Linked DNA regions of Mus musculus: regions 2, 3, 4, 5, 6 and 7 are each linked to region 1. Evidence: chromatin contacts called from public HiChIP or PLAC-seq and promoter capture Hi-C data. All regions are on one chromosome and are shown on one strand. The core of a region is the stretch at or near the end of the contact, and the rest is flanking DNA. Distances in the headings are between cores, read along the strand shown.

Region 1 (2,976 bases), core at 128-2,627:
AACCCTTTAATTCAGTTCCTCATGTTGTGGCCCCCAGTCATAAAATTATTTTCATTGCTACTTCATAACTAATTTTTGCTACTGTTATGAATCATAATGAAAAAATTTGATATTTCCAATAGTCTTAGGCAAACCCAAAGGGGTTGTGACTCACAGGTTGAGAACCACTGGCAATAGACTTTGTGCCATAGGGAAAGATAGTGTCAGGCCTAGGCCAGCTGTCACAACTTATCACATTTGTCACCTGGCCTCCTCATCCCTCACTACATGGACACTGTGAGGAGCACAAGTGTCACCTCCACAGACAGTCTCAAAACATTCATTCATTTGCCCTTCTTGTATGTGATGTGTGGTGTGTGTGTGTGTGTGTTATTTTCTTACGCAGAGGGTCATCACACAAGGTTCACTCTCTAAATTCCTAACTAAGGTCCTAAGCCTGTCTCCCCAGGGCTTCTCAGCTGTGTAACATATCTTAACTGAAGGTTGGGTCTAGCCTCTATTAGTGGTCTCTGATTCGAGGGTCAGGATCCTTGGCAAGACTCTCCAGACACAGGGCAGATCTGGGTAGCTTCTCTCCAACTGTGCAGAGCAGAGCATTGCCCTTGGTCTCTGCTTTGATACTGTCCAATGGGCATCGTGGGGTGCTAGGACTGTGTCTGGTTATCCTGAGTGAGTGATGTTCTGGTTATCAGTACAGCCATGGGTGTAGTGGGGTTCCTGAATAAGCTATTTTTTACATGTCTAAAGGCATTTTTACTACGCTCATCATGGTGTGTTTCTGGGGCTGGGGGAGTAGGGTATGCACACATGTGCCTATACGAGAGGTCAACGTGGACTGTTTTCTACCACTCCCTATCTTATCTTTTTCTTGAGACGGGGTTTTTCACTGAGCCCGGAGCTCATGGATTGGCAAGACCAGATGACCAAAAGCCTCAACAATCATCTTGTCTGTGTATCTAAAGCTAGGAATACAGCTGTTAGGTGACAAGCCCTGCTTTTTATGTTAATGCTGAAGATCCAAACTCAGGCCAGCATGCTTGCTCAACAACCATTTTACCAAATGAGTTGTCTGTGCAGTCCTGCATACAAACCCAGGCTTTTTATAAAGGAAGAATTATTTGGAGTTTAAGGAAGCAAAACAAAAATAAATAAAATTGCAAAGCTTCCTCTCCAACGACTCTCCTAAGACCCCATCCCAAAAAAAGGTGGACCAGCAGAAGTGGGAGGAGCAGCTGGGGCACAGGAAAAGCTGGGGGTTCTGGTAGAAGAGGTGTGGGGGTCTTGAAGGAAACTTGGACTGAGAATTTGCGGGAGTCCCAAATCAGGCAAAGGGGCGCGGGGCGCCAGCAGGGAGCGCTCGCAACCGCCGCGGCTCCCGCCTAGTCCCGGGCCGTCGCAGAGCCGGTCCTAGAAGAGGGGCAGGCAGTCTGGGAAGTCAGAGCTCTCCCAGCTAGACCAGCCTCCCGCCCTTTGAACAGTCCCCTCCCCTAGCAGAGTTCAACCCAACCCCCTGGCCTGAACTATGCAGAAAGCGGGACGGCTGTTAGGTGGTTGGACTCAAGCGTGGATGTCGGTGAGGATGGCCAGTTCCGGGTTGACTCGTCGAAACCCTCTCTCCAATAAGGTGGCCCTGGTCACAGCCTCCACCGACGGGTGAGTACCAGAGCCAGAGTCTTCATCCAGAAACAAGTACTCTTTAACTCCTGGACTGTTGTCCTCGAGCCTCAGATGCGGCCAAAGGCCACCCCGAGGGAGAAAAAGGAAACCCACATGGTGGACCTGAAATCGCTCCGAATCCCCGACCTGGCCCTGCCACAGGCTAGCCCTTGTATCACTGTTGCCTTCGGCTTTGTGAGAGCTCGGCGCTGCCAGAAGGACCCAGGTCCCGGTGCTTCTGGGCTGCCCCAATCGACAGCTCCACCTAGAGTCTGGGAAGACCAAAACAACCAGTCACGGCTTCAAAGCTCTGCTTGCTGTTCTTGCTCCCTAGGGACCCCTTACCTGGATCCCGTGCCCAGATCTTTACTTCAGTCTGTATATTTGGGCCTCCGTGCCCAGCCTGTCTCACCCACCACTCTCAACTATCCAGTTTTTTAATCCCCACAGGACCTTACTAAATTAAAAAACTCCTTGAAAATCTGTAATGCAGATGTCTATGAAAAGCTAACATCTGGCTATTATAAAATATGTAATTGATATTTACATTTTGAGCCATGCTTTTTTTGGTGAAGGCCCCCCCCAAATATATCAAAAGATAGAATTGTGAGGTTGTAGTGTGGTAAGAGGTATTTGGGGATATGGGCTTCTTCCAGCAAGGCCCCTAAGTCCATGGCAACTGAACACTCATCTATTTCTCTCCCCTCTTTCCCAACTGGACATAGGTACAATAATCGGTCATGAAGGCTGTGGCAGGTGATGTCAGTCCCGGGAACTGGGGTAAAAGACAAGATCATAATAAAATCATCTGAGCTTATCCTTCTGTCCGCACCATTAAAAGCCTACTCTACCTAGTAGAAATGCGTGAAGCTCGAATACAGGGAGAGCGAGGGTCCAGTGCTGAAAGCCTGAAAGCAGAGCCCACGCATGCTCTCGCCCTCTTCTCTGCGGTAGAGGCCTTGACAGTGTGTCACCTTTTACCCTCGTAGGATCGGCTTTGCCATCGCCCGGCGCCTGGCTGAAGATGGGGCCCACGTGGTCGTCAGCAGCCGCAAACAGCAGAATGTGGACCGTGCAGTGGCCACACTACAGGGAGAGGGCCTGAGTGTGACTGGCATCGTGTGCCACGTGGGGAAGGCAGAGGATCGAGAAAAGCTGATAACCACGGTGAGCAGGCAGAATATGGGTGCTGGGCCAAGGCATGGCAGAAGGGAGGCAAGGCAGCCTGTGCCTTCCTGCCTGGTTTCTAGGACTGCATTGGTGAGATACAACCCATGCTGACCCCTGTTAGCATCCTAATGCTCACACCCAAACTCGTCC
Region 2 (2,976 bases), core at 223-2,722, 460 kb before region 1:
ACTGAGTTCTATTTCCAGGACTCACATAGTGGAAGGAGATCCAACTCCCATTTGATCTTCACAAGCGTGCCGCACACATATAATAAATAAACTTTTTTTTTTAAAAGACAGAAAAATACCAAAACTCTTGTAGGTTCTTACAGTGCTCTGCGCCTCCCAATGAACCTTAAACAGCAAATAAATATCACAGGCAAACCCTCTGTCCCATTTTATGTAGTTCCCAAATAGGTAGAAACTAGAATGTTTCACCCAGAATTCAAGATAGAAAAAGGATTACTCTTTTTTGCTTAAAAAAAAAAAACAAAAAACAAAAAACAAAAAAACAATCACTTTTATGTATGCCTATGTCTGTATATAGGGAAGTCAGAAGGAACTAAAATTCCCCTGGGGCTGGAGTTAAAGGTAGTTGTGAGCTGTCTTGTCTGGGTGCTGGGAATGGAACGTTGGTCATCTGCAAGAATAATATGTGCTCTTGGCCACTGACTGAGCCATCGCTCCAGCCCCGTTTTCATTTTGTTTATTGAGATGGGATCTCACAATGTAGACCAGACTGGCTTGAAACTCATGGAGCTCTGCTTGTCTCTTGACTAAAGAGATCTGGGATTAAAGGCCAAAGCTACACTTTGGATTTCCCGGCTCAGGTCTGCTCTTCTGTTGCGCGAGGAAACTCCGAGCCAGGAGGACCTTTCTAGCGCTGTATTGTGTAATGCAGACGGAGAGTGGGAGTTATAACTCCCACCTAATCCTCCAGCCCGTGAGAGGCGAGGGAGTGGGCGTGTTGGAAGATACTGAGAAAAGATGACGGGGACAAAGGAAATATGCACAGCCAGGGTTTTAACCACGTTCTGCGGTGGACGAGTGGAGCAGTGAGAAAGGCACGCAGGTTGAGCCGGTTCCTCGCCTGTCGATTTTTCCCTCGAGAGGAATGCAGGGCGCAATGCGGCCTTTGCGCAGAGTCCTAGGCGTGCACGGGGAGGGTTGGCCGGTGATGCGGCCGACGGTTTCTGAACCTTGGGTTCCCGCTCCTCCATCCCAACCATCCAAATTACGGATGAAAAGGGCTCCACTGTTGTTCAAGGACAGTCACAGAACCAGGAAAGGCGCACTTGGAAGTCCTGGGGCCAATGGCGGCCCAGCAACCCTGCCGCATCAGAGAACGGACGGAAGCCGCCACCCTGCGGTCTGTTTTGGCACTACACGGAAAACGCCGTGGAAAGACTGTCTCTGCGGCATCTGGGAGCCAATGAGCTCTCGGGCTGCATAACTAATTTCTTTTTTCTACTGGTTGCACTAGCTGTCAATCAATAATCTGCACAATATTTATTGGAATTAGCATCCATCATTCTCTGTAAATCACGAATCACATGCTTCTGTCCCCGCCCACCTTTACGCCTTAAGAACGCCTCTGCGTTTGACACATTCAGGGAGTTTCTTTATTTCATTGGCTAGGTGAGGTCCCGCCTCTCCGATTAGCGGAAATGAAAGATCTCTTACTTCCATTGGCTGAAATTTGCAAACTGTGATTGTCTATCAAAACTATGAACTCACGCTAGCTCCTAGGAAGTTCGGGCCCGGAAAGGGTGGGCTTTGCGAAGATGGCGGCTCCGGTGAGTTCTGTCTCCTTGCTTCTTCCCGGAAAGGAAGGAATCTGTGAAAGTTTCCTTTCGCCTCCACGGATCGAGGCAAACCGTTGGCACCATGGATGATGAGAGTGATGAGAGTTGTCTCAGGGATGCGCTCACTCTGACACAGCGGTATCGTATGTCAGATGAGAGGGAGGGTCAGACGCTGCAGGTTGGCTGGTTCCGGACAGGAGGCTAACCCCAAATTACTCTTCAGAATGAGCTTTGTAGGGAGAGTCTCGTGACCATGGCGGGCGGTGACCCGGCCTTAAGGTGGGACAATGTTCCGAGCAGAGCTAGCGTCACATGTACAATGTGGCTGGGGCAAAGGCAGCCGTAAAGTTTGGCGATGAAATCTCCGGTCTTTTCCAGTAAATTGGGGGGGGTGTGGTGGGAGGAGACTGGCTGTGTGCCGAGGCTGCCTGCCCCTGTGCGGGGGGAAAACGACCCAAAAGTCGCGACTGTTTTGAAGGAAAGGAGGGAGTTTGATAGGCAGTACGTTCTGCAATCATCATCGCCTAAAGTAAGAAATTGATCACCTTTAACTGTCCCCTCCTATCTGTAGGAGGTGCTGGAGTCAGACGTGTCAAGTTCGATAACACTTTTGAAAAACCTCCAGGAGCAGGTGAGTATGTATGTCTTTTAGAATAAATCAGTCAGGGATTAACTTTGACTTCATAAGTCTCATCCACACACTTTGATGATTCGAATACTACAAAATTATCTTAGGTGTAAAATAAAAGCCTTATATGCGCTTCATGAAAGTTCAAAATAATTCATTCAGCTCCCAAAGAAATACAGAAAGCTGTTTTTCCCCCATTCACTTACTTATTTATTTATTTTATTTAGTCACTTTACATTCCGATTGCAGCCACCCCCCAGAAAACTTTTTTTAAGTTATACCCAAACTCCTTTATTTAAATAATAACTAAGAAAACAGATGTTGACAATCTGTCAAAATAGTGGCTATAAGTGCCACTTAATATGCATTTACATAGTAAGTTCTAGTGGTACAGATAAAATTACACTCCTTGGCCTGTTTATGGTGCACACCTTTAAACCCAGCACTTAGGAGGCAGAGGCAGGTGGATCTCTGTGAGTTCAAGGTCAGCTTGGAGTGTATAGTGAGTTCCAGAACAACCTGGGCTTCATAGACAAACCCTATCTCAAAAAACAAAAACAACCCCACAAACAACAAAAGTCACAGCCCTCATCGCCACTGTCGGGCTCCTCACCCCCTTCACTTGGTTTCTTAATGACCCCCTCCCTCATCTTTAGACAGCACCATGACGATGTTTTCTCTGCCTCTTGGAGAACTGTTGGAAACGCTCAGTTCAGTGGTGTTCAGCAACAG
Region 3 (2,976 bases), core at 354-2,853, 400 kb before region 1:
CTGGGGGTAGGTTCATGCTTGTAATTCCAGTACTCGGGCAGTAGAGGCAGGAGGATCAGAAGTCCTGCCTACACAGCAAGTTCAAGACTAGCCTAGGATACATGAGACCCTGTAGAGTTAGAGGGGGTTAGGAGCGGGGAGGGAGGTTGGTTTGTGTGTGGGAGGAGCTGTCAGGCCTTCTTCAAAATTATCAGTTCCCCATGAATCCATCTAACTCCTCTTTCTCTCTGAATCAACAACAATCTCTAATGATAAACTGTCTAACATTCAGGCCACACTGGTTCAGAGAAAGGGCGAGGGGGTGGCCTCTTACTCCTTGGGCCGTCCTTAACCCTCATCTCCAGAGTCCCAGATTTGATATGGGTCCTTGGTCCAGGAGCCTGGTTGCTTTCCCACTTCCCTCTTCCCTCCTGCCCCTGGGAATCCAGCTTGGCCTGAGTCAGAACCTTCAAGAACCTTGAGGGGCAGAACTAGCATGCTAATGAGATGCAAATAAGTACCTGGAAATCAAAGGAAAATGACGAATCTGGGTGGGGCTGGGGGTGGAGCCCTAGCATTGATGGAGAAAGGCATTCCTTCTGAGGATCCTTGGTGGGACAGAGGATGCTAAGTTTGTTGGTTTGTGAGGGTTCAGTCATTTCCACAGGCTGGGCCCCACTAGATAGGGAGAGCTGAGGGTTGACATGGTGGGCCCTTTAACTCACCTGCCGGGGCAGCAGACGAGCCCCGCTTACAAGCATTCAGCTCCCTCTTGGCTCTCCACTCACAGTGCTACATCACAGCTCAGAGGCAGCCTGAATAGGACCCGACCCTGGAGTAACTCCCAGATTCCCGCTCTCTCTAAAGCTTAATTCTCCTACTAGAAAAGGACTGCTGGGTTGCTAAGTAGAAACCAAAGGGGCTCAGCTTTTGGCCAGCTTGTGGGTGAGACCCGTAACACAGCCGGGTAGGTCAGCTGGTGGCTTATTTAAAATTGCAAATCTCTTCCCTACCTCCCAGCCTATCCCTCCTCTTCAGGAGAGAATTTCCATTGCAAATTTATCTCTCCCCTACCTATTTCCCTCGTCCCTTTCTCCGAAGTTTCTCCCACCGCGCACTAGCGATTAGACTTTTGTGGCCAGGGTGTTCCCCACTTTTAATCCTTCTGCCTCCCGCTTCTGACTTCCCCCTCTGAAGCTCTAAGCCCCCTTTTTGTTTTGCCCTTCTTGCCTTGAACTGTTGATGGCACGAAAGCCTCTAAAAAATCGGGGCTCATCTACCTGCTATCCCTAGCCAAGATTCTCAGTCACCCCTGTCCCACAGCCATTTCTTCCTGTGGTTCCCAGCATTTCTTAAGAGCAGCTCTCCCGTGGGCCTGGTCTCACAGGAGGGTAGAGGCAGAAGGCAGCCGCCACAGACCATGACATTACAGCTCAGAAGGAATTGGAGCGAAGGCGGCTGGTGTTCTGGAGGTGGGGGACAGTAGAGGAAAGGGCTGGGCCTCCGCAGAGCAGGCAGTGGCAGCCGTGTGATTAGAGCGGAGATTGATGTGAAGGGGCGCCACAGACCGCAGAGCGAGTCAATAAAACCGGAGGATCGCATTAGAGGCGACAGGGAGAGCTTTAAATTACAAGGCTGCTGCCACCACGGGGAATGGAAGGAGGGAGCCCTGGAGCCTAGGGAGGGCGGAGAGTTCTGAGGGTGCAGTCGCCCCGAAAGATGGATGGATCGACAGCTCTAAAGCGGCCCTCAGTCCTGGGAGCTCCCTCGTGGCCTTCCATTCTTCCCTCCCGTCCCAGCTCCTCACTAGGGTGAGGTGGAGAGGAAGGGATAAGGCAAGGCTGTGGAGAAACAGGCTTTTCGTTCTGGGAACTGTCTCCTTCCCCCTTCCGCCAGGTTTTCCTGTCTGCCTGTTACTCAAGAGAGGGAAGCCTGGGAGTGCTTTCAAGGCTCGACAGGAACTGCTGTCCCGCAAACAGAAGGCAGTCATAATTACTGACCTGAAGAGTAAGGCATATATGTACACACACACACACACACACACATATATCAGGAGGCAGAAACTGAAAGGCTTGAATTTGAGGTTCAGCATACAAGTGGAAGATCTTTAAGGTAGTCTTTGAGACCCTGTAGGATGGGAAACTGACAGACAACTAGAGAAGTCCTGGAGCCAGGGGGCAAGGGCAGAGCATGGAAATGGAGTTAGAGGCGCCACAGAATTTGAAGCCACGGTGGCCCAGGGTGTTTCCCTCCAAGCCCCACCTGGATCAGATTAGGAGAAGCACCACTGCCCCCTGCTGGTCACAGAGGGAACACCACCAAGCCCCAGCTCTGCAAACCGAATAAACAAAACCTGCCCCCCTCCATTTCCTCAGGCCCAGTGAAGGGCAAAAGATTTTGTGGCAACAGCTTGGGCACCAAGACTCTACCAGCCCTGAGCTTTACATCTTCAAGTGTAAGAGACCAAAGTCATGCTGGCCCGGGCCCTCACCAGCACTCAACCTTGCTTATCCAGACTACTTCCTCACGTGGAAACCTGGGAGTAATGGGGTGAGGGCCATAAGGGCAATCAATATACAGAGTGCATGGCCTGGGTGTCAGTGAGGGCCATGCTCTACCCCCTGCTTGGCCATCCCCTCCCTCGGGGCAGAGCACAGTGTTTGGAAGGAGGCTGGCATTCCTCCTGCTCCGCCTCTCAATGGGGCCAGGTTCACACCTAGTCCTCCCACCATTTACTGCTTTGCTTGGCGATTATCCCTCTTTGCCCCTCCTCTAAAGCCCAGGCTGGCAGTAGATTACCCATGATCCTCCTGCCTCAGCTGATAGGTCGAGATTCCCTAGGAGGTTGGCAGAACTCAAGCCTTACTTACTTGGCCTTGGTTTATTGTTCTGCTGCTGGCGATTGAACCGGGGGTCTTGCATATGCTGGACGAGGCTTTACCTCTGAGCTCCTCACTCAGCTCTTGGCTGCTGGGTCTGGAGACACTCATCACCTCA
Region 4 (2,976 bases), core at 284-2,783, 380 kb after region 1:
TCAGCCTTCTGCAAACCCGGAGTTTCTGATGTGCCCTGCCAAGCCTGCCTTTTGATAGTACAATTAAAGGCAGGGAAAGTGGAGAGAAGTGGGGTCACTCAGACAGCCTCTGACTTCAAAGCCTTCTGGAGGGGCAGGGTTGAAGAACTCGTTACCCAGAACCCCACAGACCCACCTTTTATTTCTCTGAATTCCATTCCAGGGATGAGACCTTGTAAAGGTGGGGCTTGACCATCCAGTCTAGTCTGGCAGTAACCTGAATCTTTTCCCCCTGGGCCCCTTCTGCACAGCGTGCACCTCCCCACTGGCCTGCATACATACACACATCGGTGGCTCTGTAACACCGATGTCCTAGGAAAGGACTCAGTTTAAAAAAAAAAATAGCTGTCCTTTGTTCCCGTGGGTCAGGTCATACTTGTGTCTGTCAGACTGTGACTCTTGGTTTGTTTGGAAAGTAAGGTTCTCTCGAGGCCCCAGCTGCAGACTGTGCCTTCCCAGTGCCAGGCTACTTCAGGCTACAAGACCACATAAAGTGTTCTTTGTACTGAGCATGTCTCCAAGGCAGCTCGGGTTTTGAGAGTGTCCCCAGCCCAGGGCTAGTCTTGGACCACTGATGCCAACCATATGGCTGTGGATAAGGATGATTGGAGACCCTACCTCCCACTGGCTCCTCACACTCTAACTCACACTTGCTAAAAAAAGGGGTTCTCCTAAACAACCCGAGCCTGAAAACTCTGGCAGCTAACCCCCTGCCCCTCCAGCCCTGGGGGGCTTCCGCAGGGCCTGGGCCTAGAGCCAGTTCCAGGCGGTCCCCAGACTAGAGTGGGGGTGGGGGTCAGAGCTGTAACCCTTTACGTCCTGCTTGGTCTCCAGCCCATAGTTTCTACAGGCCCTAGCCTCTGTGGTCTCTCCACCCCATTTTCCCTTAACCCTTTCCTGCCACAAAGAGATGGGTGTAGTAAAGGGTTTTCAAGGGAAGTCCAGACGACCAAGGATCATGTGTGTGTGTGTGTGTGATGTGTTTGTGTGTGTGCGTGTGGTGTGTATGTGGTGTGTGTGCGCGTGTGGTGTGTATGTGGTGTGTGTGTGTGTAGAACACTGCTTGGAATCTAAAACCAGGGTCTCAGAGATCAACTCTTCAATCCTTCCTTTTCCTTCCTTCGAGGAAGGAACTTTGACCCCTGAACACAAAACTTGGGTGGAAGGCAGTTGCTTCCAAGACCCTGTTTGGCCCTCTCCCTCCCGCCCAGCCTCCTCTCCTTCCCTCCCTCAGTCTCCAGCGCCCCTTTAAGCCATCCAGCAGCTCAGGCGAGTTTATCCAGGGGGCCTGGCTTCGAGGTCGAAGGGGAGGAGGGGGTGGTGGTTGAGGGGGAGGAAGGGCGGCGGGAATCCGCTCGGTCCCACCCCTAGCTACAACCCTTAGCAGGAAGGGTTTGTCTCCCGTGCTGCGGCGGAAAGGGACGGAGCTGGGAGGGCGGGCGCGGAGCGCTGGCGGGTGGGTCGCAGAACCCACAGCAGGGAGGCGGTGGCGGGGGGCGCGCCTCAAGGAGGGGAGGCGTGGCTTAGGCTGCAGGGCTAGGTGGCTGGGGGCCTCGGTGCTGGGACCCGTGACACTTCTCACGCTTTCCAGGGGCCGGAGGGACAGCCATGCTTTTGTCGGGGGGTAAACCCCCAGCGCAGGAATGGTTCATGGTGCAGACAAAATCGAAGCCCCGGGTACACCGGCAGCGGCTGCAAGTCCAGCGCATCTTCAGGGTCAAGGTGACCGCTTTCCAGAGCCGTCCTGACACCCCTTACTTTTGGCTGCAGCTGGAGGGGCCCCGGGAAAATACGGGCAAAGCCAAGGTAAACAGCTTCGTTTTGTTCTTTCCTTTCCCTCCTAGTCAGATCCTCTCCCTCTCTCCTGAACAGTCAAGAGTCCCCAGAGGTGTTGAGCTTGTCCTGCTGTTTGGCTTGCAGGGTCTGGGCCTCCCTCCCTCCAGATCTGCGGGGCCCCTGCTCTGTCCCTCTGCTTCCTTCTTTCCCTTCTGCCCCACCCCTCTCTTACATGTCACTTCTGTCCTTTAAGTGTGCTGAGAGAACCTCTGCTGAGAGTCTCTTTCTACCAGCCTTCTCTGGTCAGAAACAGGCCCAGATTTTCCATCTTGGGATCAGTTTAAGGGCCTGCATTTTTGTGGCCTCTGCAACATATGTCTTTGTTCTCACCAAGACACTGGAAGGCCTCCGTTCTTTCTGTCTGCTTAAATCCTGGGCGGTTTCTCTGAGTACTGGGACCAGAGGAGGGCCCTAGAGACACTTGTAGAGTGGCGTTGGCAGTTTATAGACGAAGCAGTAGGACTCAGAGAGAGAGAGAGAGAGAGAGAGAGAGAGAGAGGGTGAGGGTCTGCCTCAGTCATCAGAGTCAGGAAGGAGTAGGTTGGTGGAGGTTGTAGAACCTAGGACCCTGCCGGCAGAGTAGGATGCATCTGTTCTGGAAGGCAGTGCCTTGGGATGCCAGGGAATCATGGACGTTGAGATGAAAGGGCCTGCTGTATGGAGCTGGATATTGGAGAGGCCAGGTTGCAGCTTGTCCCTTTTACGCTCATCTTGGCTTCTCTGCCTGGGCTCCTCCCTCTGGTTCAGTCACACCCAAGGGCCCCCTACTCCCTCAGATTCCCTTATCTTCTCCAGTAGGAATGCTCTGGACTCCCTTCTCTCGGATACAAGCTAGTCTTTAACCCTTTGGCTGAAGCTCTACCCACATCTCAGTTGGTCAGGGCCTAGGTAGGGGAGGCCCGGAACACAGCCAGCAGAAGGAAGGGGAGGCTGGGAAATTTCTCCCTAAACACGCCCATTAAGCTGCTGCATCAGCACTTTTCCAGTTCTGACAGAGGTGCTGGGGGAGGGGAGAGGTGTCTGCCCAGAGAACAGATGTGCAGGGCCCCTTAGTTTCAGAGGCTGGTGTAGGATAAGCTAAGAAGAGGCTTTTGGGTTCTT
Region 5 (2,976 bases), core at 177-2,676, 360 kb before region 1:
CCAGCCGCTCCCCTGCCGGTAGCTTTAGGGCATCAGCACCGCCCTCCAGCCCTCCTCCCATCCCCCCTAGGCAGCATCTTTTAGCAGCTCCCAAGCGGTGAGGGCAAGGGGGCTTTCCCATCCCTCCCAACTTGTAGAGGGCGCCTCCCGGGACTTGGGGTCCCAGCGCTGATCCCGAGTCCTACTTTTCCAACCCAGAACCCCAGAGTGTGGAGCGTGGATGGCAGTTGGAGGTGGGGGACCTGGGAGGGGCCAGGGCAGGGTCTTCCGACACCTGCTTTCCTGGCGATTTGGACCCCTCTGCCTGGATTCTTTGGCTCCGCTAGCAAACCCGGGTGCGGGGGAGGCAAGGGGGTAAAAATGTAGCTAGCTAGAAAGCCGGCCCCAGGTGGGCCGATGGTAGAATGGGGATGTTGGGGGTGGGGTGGGGGATGAGGGTAGGGATGGGCAGACTGGCGAAAGGGAGGGGACAGGTTACTCACCATGTGTGCTGGGGCTCAGGCTGCCTCCCAGGCGCAGTTTCCATGGCAGGGTCCCTCCACTCACACCTCACCAGGACAAGCCAAGCCCCCTTCCCTTCCGGAGAGACTGCTACAACCCAGAGAAGGAAGGTGGGGGAGCTATGGGAGAGTCCCTTTTCCTCGGCTGAAGGTGCAGGCTAGTGTGGGGGGTGAGGTAGTGGCAGGGTGGAGGGGATGAGAATAAGTGTAGGGGGAAAAAAATCTGTCTTGAACGGAGACAGCGAAGAGGAGCTGGGGGCTGGATGGGAAAGGGGAGGGGGCTATCAAGAAGGGGTGTTTTTATTTTTTTCTTCTTATGGTTGGGAGAGGAAAAAAAAAATCAAAATTCCAATTCCATCCCAGCACAAATCAATGTTTGCTCCAAACCCAGCATCAAGGGGGAGGCTGGGCCAGGCAGATTTAAAGGGGCAGAGAGAAGCGGAGAGGAGAGGGTGGGGAGAGAGTCAGTGGCAGTGGGGGTGGTGCGAGGATGCTCAGGCAGAAAAAAAGGGGGTTCGCTACCCCTGAGGTGAGGGAGAAGGCAGGCGGAGAGGAGAATGGAAGGCTCAGAGACCCCCACGGTGGAAAGAAACCGTGGCATGCAGGCAGGGAGTGGAGTGAGGTGGAGGGAGGGGAGGGGAGAGGAGCTAGGGGGAGGAGTCTTAAGATGGGGAGGCAGGGGGAGGCCAGAGCCAGGCGGGGGAGGAGAGATGCTGGGGAGACCGGGAGTGCGAGAGGAATACAAAGAATGAGGTGCAGGGGTGAGAGCTATGGCAGGGGGAGATATAGCCGGCATGGGAGATGGCGAGGGAGACCCATTCCAGGACTCTTGAGAGATAGCTAGGGAGAGAAGTCAAGGGTGGAGGGAAGGAGGGGAGCAGAATCACATAGGGAGAAGAAGAGAGCGAAATAAGGCTCGCGACGAGCGGGAGAAAGCTCTGCAGAGAAAGGGCAGGCATGAGAATAGAAATCCCGGCAGGAAGAGCCCACATGGAGACAGGAGGTCCGGAAGTGGTGTTTATGAGGACCCTGGGGAGAGGGATGAACCTGCCAGCTGCTTGGCCGGAAGCCAGGAGGCATTTGAACGTGGATACCTCTGCCCATTCAGCTCAAACTCCTCCACCAGACAGCGCCCACCCTGTCACAGTTTTAGAGGTAGCTTGAGATGGGGCCCTGTCTGGAGGCCCCACTAAGCTAATGCACACAATATTCCGCGGACACCAACAGTTTGTCTAGGATGGGCCCTCTGAAGGGAGTGTTGGTATGTTCATTAAGGGGGCTCAAATTTGAGGAGGCCACCAAGATCTTAGGGCTCTGGAGTCTTCTCTTTCACAACACAGCAAATTACACAAGTTTGCTTGAGCAGGCTTTTGCTGTGGCCCCTTAAGCCCATCATCGACCTCTTCGAGTCCACTCTCCAGATTGACAGCACAAGTAGACCACACAGGTATTCACGTACTGCATTCCCTCCCTTCTCAGCTTCCTCTGGCCTGCCCCTGCGTGTTTACAGGGAAGGAGGCACCAGTGTGCTCAATTGCCTTTCTTTCCCCATAGGACCTAGTCCCCGCTGCCCACCCCTCATCCCCACACCTGATTTAAAGAGATCCAGAGCCCCGAGGGGGAAGTCATTCACCAAGGGGCACACTGGCAAAGTTGGCAAAGCTAGAAGTAGAACACTAAACGCAGACTTTTATTTTTGTTGGTGTTGGGAACGGAATTCTGGTTCTTGGGATAAAGCGCGTGCTCTATCACTGGGCTCTAGCTGGCAGCTTGGTGTCTTTCGAGCCCTTCAGTTCTTCCAGATGTCTGTGCTTGGGAGCATCCCCTAAAGTCAGGGTTACATTGGGTACTTTGGTAAAATAAAGAGTATGAAGATCGAAATAAACAGGGATTTCTCTTGTACACACACACACAGGCACATGTGTGTGCATACTACACACTATGTATATATTAGTGGGGTGGTGGTGTGTGCATGTGTCAGAGAGAGAGAGAGAGAGAGAGAGAGAGAGAGAGAGAGAGAGAGATATCAGAGGAAGTCCTTGTCTTCTGTCTTGTTGAGATAGCTCTTGTCTCCTCTGTGTAATGTACTCCAGGCTAGTTGGCCTGATCCTCTTGTGGACTCCCATCTTTCCTTAGGAGTGCTAGGCTTAGATGTGGGCCACTGCATCTGGCTTCTCACCTAGGATCCATGGATTGAGCTCAGGCTGTAGGCTTGTGTGTCTGCTGAGCTATATCCCTAAATCACATTGTGTTTTTCTAGAAGTTTCTCCAGGGCAGAGACTACTCTTTTTTTTTTTTTTTTTTTTAAAACAGGGTCTCATTATGTTCCCCAGGCTCCTCCTTCATCCTCCCCGAGTGCTGGGATTACAGGCACAGCCACCTTAACATCATACTCAGCAGGGAACCACATATTTAAAGCACTTTTGAGAACAAAGCAGGGTAGCCATCAGGTACTGGGGATGTGTAGCTTAGTAGG
Region 6 (2,976 bases), core at 207-2,706, 310 kb after region 1:
GGACCCTCCCTGAAACGTGGACAGGCCAAAATCTGCTAGCTGTAAAGGAAAGGAAAGGGAAGGTATTAGATGAAGGGGGGGGTCAGAGATTTTTCCCTCTCTTGCTCCCCAGAAGATGCAGCAGCCTCAGCTTTTTGGAAGGTGTTATGGAGGACCAGAGGGAAGGTAAAGTCATTGAGAACTTAGCAGGAGATCTGAGTTGCTGATGGGCAGGCCTGAGATAAGTCAGCCTGGGTCCGTGAGGGTGCATTAGGCCTGTGGAACTGAGCCAGGGGGTTAAGAAGGGCGTCTGGTAAGGAGGGTCACCTGGTATGACTAGAAATAAAACTCCTAGTTGGGTCTTGTCATGTGTGTAGTCTTGTATTCAGAGGGACAGGTACTCAACATGGTCCCAAGTCTACACTAGGTTGTAGATGGACTAACCTTGGCGTGGAGCTCTGGATCCAGCAGAATGTTAGAGGGCTTGAGGTCCCGGTGCAGGAGCGGAGGGTTCAAGCTGTGTAGGTAGCACATCCCCAGCACCACTTCCTGCAGCAGGCGACAGAGGAGTGGCCAGGGCCGAGGGCACTCGGGTTGCAGCAGCCCTGCGAGGGAGCCATTCTCCATGAATCTTGTCACCAGAGCCTGCCCGGACACGAAGTCCCACTGGAGGTCCTCAGTGACCCCCAGCAGGAGCAGAACGTTCTCATTACGAAGATTAACCATAGCCTTCACCTCCCAGGATATCTTCTTCCTACACGCCGAAAGGGGGCCAAAATTGGATTGCGCTCTGGAAGACCCCACCCTTGCCCCACTCAGGCTCGTGACCACACTCTGACTACAGCTGGGGTCACTCACGAGTTCACGATCTTGACTGCTACATCATGGTTCCATGTTCTGTGGTGTGCCCGGAACACGACTCCGAACCCTCCTTTACCCACAAACTCCAGCTTCTTCAGTTCTTCACGGCTCACCAGAGGAACCGCTGACGCACCAGTAGGCCTGAGAAAGGTTCTTGTCCGGTAGGGGGCCCATCCCCCAGCCTAGCGCATCCTCTGTCTCCCAAGCTCCGGGATTCCGTGACTGCGCGTGGGCAGCGTAGGCAGCGAGTCTAGCCTCCCCACTGCTGCCCGCCTCACCCCCAGCTTTGTCCCCTGCCTCAGAAAAGGCGTCCTTTGAGTGTGTCCCCGGGCCACCTGTGTGGGTGTGCCGGAGACACAGCTCACTCCCCACTCACCATAACTTGACAGAAGACATCGTCGGGAGCTAGCGGCTTCCTGGAGTTATGTGTGCACAGACGGAGCTGGAAACCCGACGTCTACGGCTCGGAGTGTGGACTGAGAGGAAGGCAGGGTCTGCAAAGGGAACAATCAGTAGGTCAAGGCACGGAGGTTCAGGCCCCGAATTCCGCTTCCCAGGTCGCTCCCCCGGACTTTGAATGAGCGACTTCACAACTTCCCTTTCAAATAAGAGGCTCCTTCTATCTCCGCCCCCTGGGGTGGAGCATTGAAAACTTTGGGGCTATTTCCTGTGCACGTGCCTTGAAACTGCTTCCACCCGAGAAGCGCCCAGGCACTGGGCGTGCCACAAAAGGTGTCCTCACCATCCAGGAACGATTGACTCCCCACGATAGCCAGTCTCTCTTGGACCCCTTAGCTCCACCGCTTGCCAACCACATTTTGATGAAGGGAGGATGGAGATCAGGAGGATTTTATGGTCCTAAGATCACGGAGTAACGCTTCTAGTAAGGGTTGTCTTGGGCCAGGTACACATACTGGCTTCTTAGATCAACCGTGTTTTCTTTTCTATAGAGGAGGAAACCCAAGTACTTAAAGTTTAAATCGCTTGGCCAAGTAAGTATGGGACTAGTTTAGAACCGAGTTCTGCTCCACCAAGGTAGCCCTTATTTTATTTATTTATTTATTTATTTATTTACTTACTTACTTACTTACTTACTTACTTACTTACTTTTGAGACAGGGTCTCTTTTTGGAGCCCTGGTTGATCTGGGACTCGAGTATACAGACCAGGTTGACTCAAACTCACAGAGAGCCATCTGCATCTGCCTCCTGACTAAATGCTGGGATTAAAGGTGTACGCCACCATGCTTGGCTTTCTTATTTATCTTAAAATTTATTTATGTGTGTGCATGACCATGCATGTGGTGAAGGGGTGCATGTCATGGTGTGTGTGTGTGTGTGTGTGTGTGTGTGTGTGTGTAGGTGTTCGACCTTGTTTGAGATAGGGTCAGTTTGTTCTCTGCTGTGTGCATAATGCTATGTGTTAGCCTGTTAATGTCCCAGTATTCTCCTGTCTCTCATCTTGCTGTAGGAACACTGGCATGGTATACATGGGCTACTGTCCCCAATGTCACTTTAGTTGTGGGAATATGAGTTCAGGTCCTCATGCTTGCATGACAAGAATTTTGCCTACTAAGCGGCACACACACACACACACACACACACACACACACACTCCAGCTCAAGTTAGCTTATTCTTCTTGACAATGCCTCTGGGCTATATAAATCTACCTGTGGTGCAGGTAAGGTATGAGGCACGCAGTATGCACTAAAGGACCTCTTGGAATCCCTGCTCAGCAAGAGCAGCTACTAAGTAGGGGTTGTGGAGCTGGAAGGCCCAGGGTCTATGCCAGGGTGTTGTAATGAGGATAGGTGTGCTGGCCCTGCAATCGAGCCACTGCTGCTGTGATGGCCTCTGTAGCAGCTCTAAGGGCTTCCCACCCTTCCCCTTGTGTGATACCTTTGGCAAGTAAATACTCTGATTCATGCTTCAGGCAAGCATGGCATATATTCTCCATGAAAGCTTTTCAAGATCCTAGAGTGTCAGACTGTTGGGTAACAGGACTGGTGGTGCACACCTTTAATCCCAGCCCTCAGGAAGCAGAGGCAGGCAGACCTCTAGGACCAGCCTGGTCTACATAAGGAGTTTGAGGCCAGGTTAGCTACATAGCAAAACCTTGTCTCTAAATAAATAAGTA
Region 7 (2,976 bases), core at 229-2,728, 290 kb before region 1:
CTCTTGCAGAGGAGCCAGGCTTAGTTCTCAGGATCCATGGTGGCTCACAGCTGTGTGCAGCTGCAGTTCTAAGAGATCTGGTGCCTTCCTCTAAACTCTGAAGGCCTACATAGATGTACATGCAGGCAAAATGCTCTGACACAAACCACATGTGTTTTTGGTGCCCATGGTGGTCTGAAGCGGGTATTGGATCCTCTAAAGCTGGAGTTACAGGCAGTTGTGACCTCTTATGTGGTACTTGTAAAAAAGTAATAAAGAACAGCAAGTGCTTTTAACTGCCGAGCCGTCTTGGAAACTCCAAGACCTAACTCTTTTTTTTTTATTTTTAAAGATTTATTTATTTATTTTTATTTTATACATTGGTGTTTTGATTGCATGTATATCTGTGTGAAGGTGTCAAATCCCCTGGAACTGGAGTTACAGTCAGTTGTGAGCTTCCATGTGGGTGCTTAGAATTGAACCCCAGGACCTCTGGAAGAGCAACCAATGCTCTCTAACCATCACACTTGCTGCTAGGTTTCAATGCCTGAATTTTGGGAGAGGCATACTCACCCACAGCTAGGCAGTGACTTTAGGAGATAGATGAAACTATTTGGGCTGTCTTTCCATCAGCTTAAATCAAGACCAAAGTCCTTTGAGTGGCAAACTTTCCCCCAGATTCTGCCTCTGCCTTTCTTGCCACTTTCCCCTTTCACCACCACTTGCCCTTGAAAGCTTTTCTCCTGCTGTTTACAGGACATGGGCATCATTGCTGCAGAGCCTTGCTCCTGCTGACCATGGGCTTGGGCATCACTGCTGCAGAGCCTTGCTCCTGCTGACCATGGGCTTGGGCATCACTGCTGCAGAGCCTTGCTCCTGCTGACCATGGGCATAGGCACCGTAGTCCTTCTCTTTGTTTTCCCTTAAAGCCTCTAACGGGAAACTTGTCATGCAGAAGGTCCTCAGCAAAAGTTTGTTAAACAAATGAGGTGTGACTGCATTCCTCCTGTACAGGATCACTCAGACATGTCTAGTTTCTCCTGCTTCTTGGGAACTTTTCTTTGGGCATGGGTTTTTCAGTAACATAAGAAAATTGTTCTTTTAAAAATTATCATTCAATTCTTGCCCCGGCCCACTCCAGAGCTTCAGGAGTTTGTCTTTCTTTGAGGAAAGAAAGGAAGAAATCAGTCTAGCCTAATTGGCATGCCCTGGGACAATAAGAGACTCTTGTCTGCAGAGGGGCAGAGGTGGACAGCACACGAGGAGTGGCACCCTATGTAGATCTGGGCTCTGAATATGCGTGTATGGTGGTCTGAATGAGAGTGACCTCTGTAGGCTCAAAGATTTAAATGTTTGGTTCCTGGTTGGTGGAACTATTTGGGAAGAATCAGGAGGTGTGGCTTTGCCACTTTCCCCTTTAACCACCATTTGCCCTTGAAAGCTTTTCTCCTGCTGCTTACAGGACATGGGCATCATTGTGTGGCTTTGTTGGAGGTTTGGTTTTGTTTGAGGAGGTGTGTCATTGGCACTGTCACATGGTAATTAGTGATTATTCTTATGCAGATCTAGGATGACAAAGGGCAATCGGTAAAAAAAAAAATGTAAAATGTAGAGTTTGAAGTGAAAAAGAACACCAGGAAATTCAATGTCGGAGCCAAGGCTCATGCTGAACTGGATAAAGATGCCTGATGTGGGCTTCCCTGTGTGTCACAAAGTAGCAGCCACCAAGCAAGTATATTCCTTGAATTAGCACACCTGGTGGGCCATGTGCACACCAAGCAAACAGGTACTACGGGGAGCACCAGACTAGGTTTTCTTCCCCATTTCTTAACTATTTCCATTCTTCAGTGAGGGTGAGAAAAGCTATGGGGGTAGCGCCAGCTCAGGAGCCTGGGTACCCAGAGATTTAGGAGCTTACGGAGCCAGAGAGAGAACGATGTGAAGGCTGTGGAGTGAGGCTGAACCCAGCCTCCTGCCCTATGATTCCACACTGCAGGGGAACTTCAAGTTGTTAACACTCACAAGTGTTACATTACTGTGAAGGAAGTAGCCACATCTATAACAGGATTTAATGTTCTACAGCTTTTCCTTTTAAAGCTGAGAAGGTAGCATGTGTGCTCGCTAGGCATATAATCCAGATATGCTCCAGAGTCCTGAGATTTTTTTCCATGAAGGTTAACTAGAAGCTAGTATACTTTTTATATTTTTGTAACAATTGGCTTTTTTCATTGGTGTTGGAGGTGAAAGGGTTAGTATTTATAGTCCTAATAAGTCCAATAATTTTTATGTGTCTTTTTTTCCTTTTTATTAGATATTTTCTTTATTTACATTTCAATTCTTATCCCCTTTCCTAGTTACCCCTCTGAAAATTCCCTATACCCTCCCCCTGCTCCTCAACCCACCCACTCCTGCTTCCTGACCCTGACGTTCCCCTATACTGAGGCATAGAACCTTCACAGGACCAAGGGCCTCTCCTCTCATTGATGACCGACTAGGCCATCCTCTGGTACATATACAGCTAGAGCCACATGTCCCACCATGTGTTTTCTTTGATTGGTGGTTTAGTCCCAAGGAGCTCTGGGTATACTGGTTAGTTCATATTGTTGTTCCTCCTATGGGACTGCAAACCCCTTCAGCTCCATGGGTACTTTCTCTAGCTCCTTCATTGGGGACCTTGTGCTCTGTCCAAGGATGATTGTGAGCATCCACTTCTGTATTTGCCAGGCACTGGCAGAGCCTCACAGGAGACAGCTATATCAGGCTCCTGTCAGCAGGCTCTTGTTGGCATCTGCAATTTGGGTTTGGTGGTTGTTTATGGGATGGATCCCCTGGTGGGCAGTCTCTGGATGGTCATTCCTTCAGTCTCTGCTCTGAACTTTGTCTCTGTAGCTCCTTCCATGGGTATTTTGTTCCCCCTTCTAAGAAGGATTAAAGTATTCACACTTGGTCTTCCTTCTGCTTGAGTTTCATGTGTTTTGCAAATTGTATCTTGGGTAT

The links. Promoter capture Hi-C pulls out the DNA fragments that hold promoters and counts their contacts. HiChIP or PLAC-seq counts read pairs in DNA pulled down with a chosen protein or histone mark.
Region 2: a contact with region 1 is called in an H3K4me3 HiChIP or PLAC-seq map of embryonic stem cells, with 4 times the contacts expected there. The contact joins the promoter of Ngdn here to the promoter of Dhrs4 in region 1. A contact is called at or near these places in 8 of 39 promoter capture datasets (the 3T3-L1 cell line, the HPC-7 cell line, cranial neural crest and 4 more), 1 of 484 Hi-C or Micro-C datasets (liver) and 7 of 115 datasets of contacts at active chromatin or transcription factors (the 230-238 cell line, embryonic hindbrain, embryonic stem cells and 1 more).
Region 3: a contact with region 1 is called in an H3K27ac HiChIP or PLAC-seq map of epiblast stem cells, with 6 times the contacts expected there. The contact joins the enhancer-like site here to the promoter of Dhrs4 in region 1. A contact is called at or near these places in 6 of 39 promoter capture datasets (the 3T3-L1 cell line, the HPC-7 cell line, cranial neural crest and 3 more), 5 of 115 datasets of contacts at active chromatin or transcription factors (astrocytes, embryonic stem cells, epiblast stem cells and 1 more) and 2 of 9 other capture datasets (adipose tissue and pancreatic islet).
Region 4: a promoter capture Hi-C map of second pharyngeal arch cranial neural crest shows a contact between it and region 1. The contact joins the promoter of Nynrin here to the promoter of Dhrs4 in region 1. A contact is called at or near these places in 7 of 39 promoter capture datasets (the C10 cell line, cranial neural crest, liver and 3 more), 3 of 484 Hi-C or Micro-C datasets (B cells, CD4 T cells and embryonic stem cells) and 2 of 9 other capture datasets (adipose tissue and liver).
Region 5: a promoter capture Hi-C map of embryonic stem cells shows a contact between it and region 1, with 6 times the contacts expected there. The contact joins the promoter of Jph4 here to the promoter of Dhrs4 in region 1. A contact is called at or near these places in 28 of 39 promoter capture datasets (the 3T3-L1 cell line, 3T3-L1-derived adipocytes, the C10 cell line and 18 more), 1 of 15 datasets of contacts at CTCF or cohesin (stem cell-derived epiblast-like cells), 4 of 484 Hi-C or Micro-C datasets (embryonic stem cells and uterus), 22 of 115 datasets of contacts at active chromatin or transcription factors (the SCID.adh cell line, acute myeloid leukemia, bone marrow-derived macrophages and 12 more) and 5 of 9 other capture datasets (adipose tissue, embryonic stem cells, liver and 2 more).
Region 6: a contact with region 1 is called in a promoter capture Hi-C map of pre-B cells, with 4 times the contacts expected there. The contact joins the promoter of Ripk3 here to the promoter of Dhrs4 in region 1. A contact is called at or near these places in 3 of 39 promoter capture datasets (the C10 cell line and pre-B cells), 2 of 115 datasets of contacts at active chromatin or transcription factors (embryonic stem cells and memory CD8 T cells) and 2 of 9 other capture datasets (adipose tissue and liver).
Region 7: an H3K27ac HiChIP or PLAC-seq map of embryonic stem cells shows a contact between it and region 1, with 5 read pairs. The contact joins the enhancer-like site here to the promoter of Dhrs4 in region 1. A contact is called at or near these places in 22 of 39 promoter capture datasets (the 3T3-L1 cell line, 3T3-L1-derived adipocytes, the HPC-7 cell line and 14 more), 1 of 484 Hi-C or Micro-C datasets (muscle stem cells), 13 of 115 datasets of contacts at active chromatin or transcription factors (SST interneurons, bone marrow-derived macrophages, embryonic basal ganglia and 6 more) and 4 of 9 other capture datasets (adipose tissue, embryonic stem cells, liver and 1 more).

The regions. Positions count from the first base shown.
Region 1 is chr14:55,477,381-55,480,356 of GRCm38.p6, forward strand. Dhrs4 (dehydrogenase/reductase (SDR family) member 4) reads left to right here and starts at 1,378. Exons shown (of 8, transcript NM_001037938.2): 1 at 1,378-1,653; 2 at 2,646-2,823. The coding sequence starts at 1,523.
Region 2 is chr14:55,013,982-55,016,957 of GRCm38.p6, forward strand. It overlaps Ngdn (neuroguidin, EIF4E binding protein), which reads left to right and starts at 1,473. Exons shown (of 11, transcript NM_026890.2): 1 at 1,473-1,607; 2 at 2,188-2,247. The coding sequence starts at 1,596.
Region 3 is chr14:55,077,163-55,080,138 of GRCm38.p6, forward strand. All of the region lies in intron 1 of Zfhx2 (zinc finger homeobox 2), which reads right to left. Among named protein-coding and RNA genes, the nearest start is that of Zfhx2, 13 kb to the right of the region's middle. Within about 2 kb of position 1,604, at least 107 of the 459 cell types and tissues checked have an H3K27ac peak or open chromatin away from gene starts, as enhancers often do. A contact at or near this core is called in adipose tissue, embryonic stem cells, epiblast stem cells and 2 more, where this site is marked.
Region 4 is chr14:55,852,582-55,855,557 of GRCm38.p6, forward strand. It overlaps Nynrin (NYN domain and retroviral integrase containing), which reads left to right and starts at 1,534. Exons shown (of 8, transcript NM_001040072.1): 1 at 1,534-1,845. The coding sequence starts at 1,648.
Region 5 is chr14:55,115,509-55,118,484 of GRCm38.p6, forward strand. Jph4 (junctophilin 4) reads right to left here and starts at 1,427. Exons shown (of 6, transcript NM_177049.5): 1 at 483-1,427.
Region 6 is chr14:55,787,401-55,790,376 of GRCm38.p6, forward strand. Ripk3 (receptor-interacting serine-threonine kinase 3) reads right to left here and starts at 1,457. Exons shown (of 10, transcript NM_019955.2): 1 at 1,217-1,457; 2 at 838-981; 3 at 424-733; 4 at 1-39. The coding sequence starts at 1,236. All of the region lies in intron 2 of Gm32092 (a long non-coding RNA gene), which reads left to right.
Region 7 is chr14:55,183,378-55,186,353 of GRCm38.p6, forward strand. No RefSeq gene overlaps it. Among named protein-coding and RNA genes, the nearest start is that of Gm23596, 23 kb to the left of the region's middle. Within about 2 kb of position 1,479, at least 4 of the 459 cell types and tissues checked have an H3K27ac peak or open chromatin away from gene starts, as enhancers often do. A contact at or near this core is called in embryonic stem cells, where this site is marked.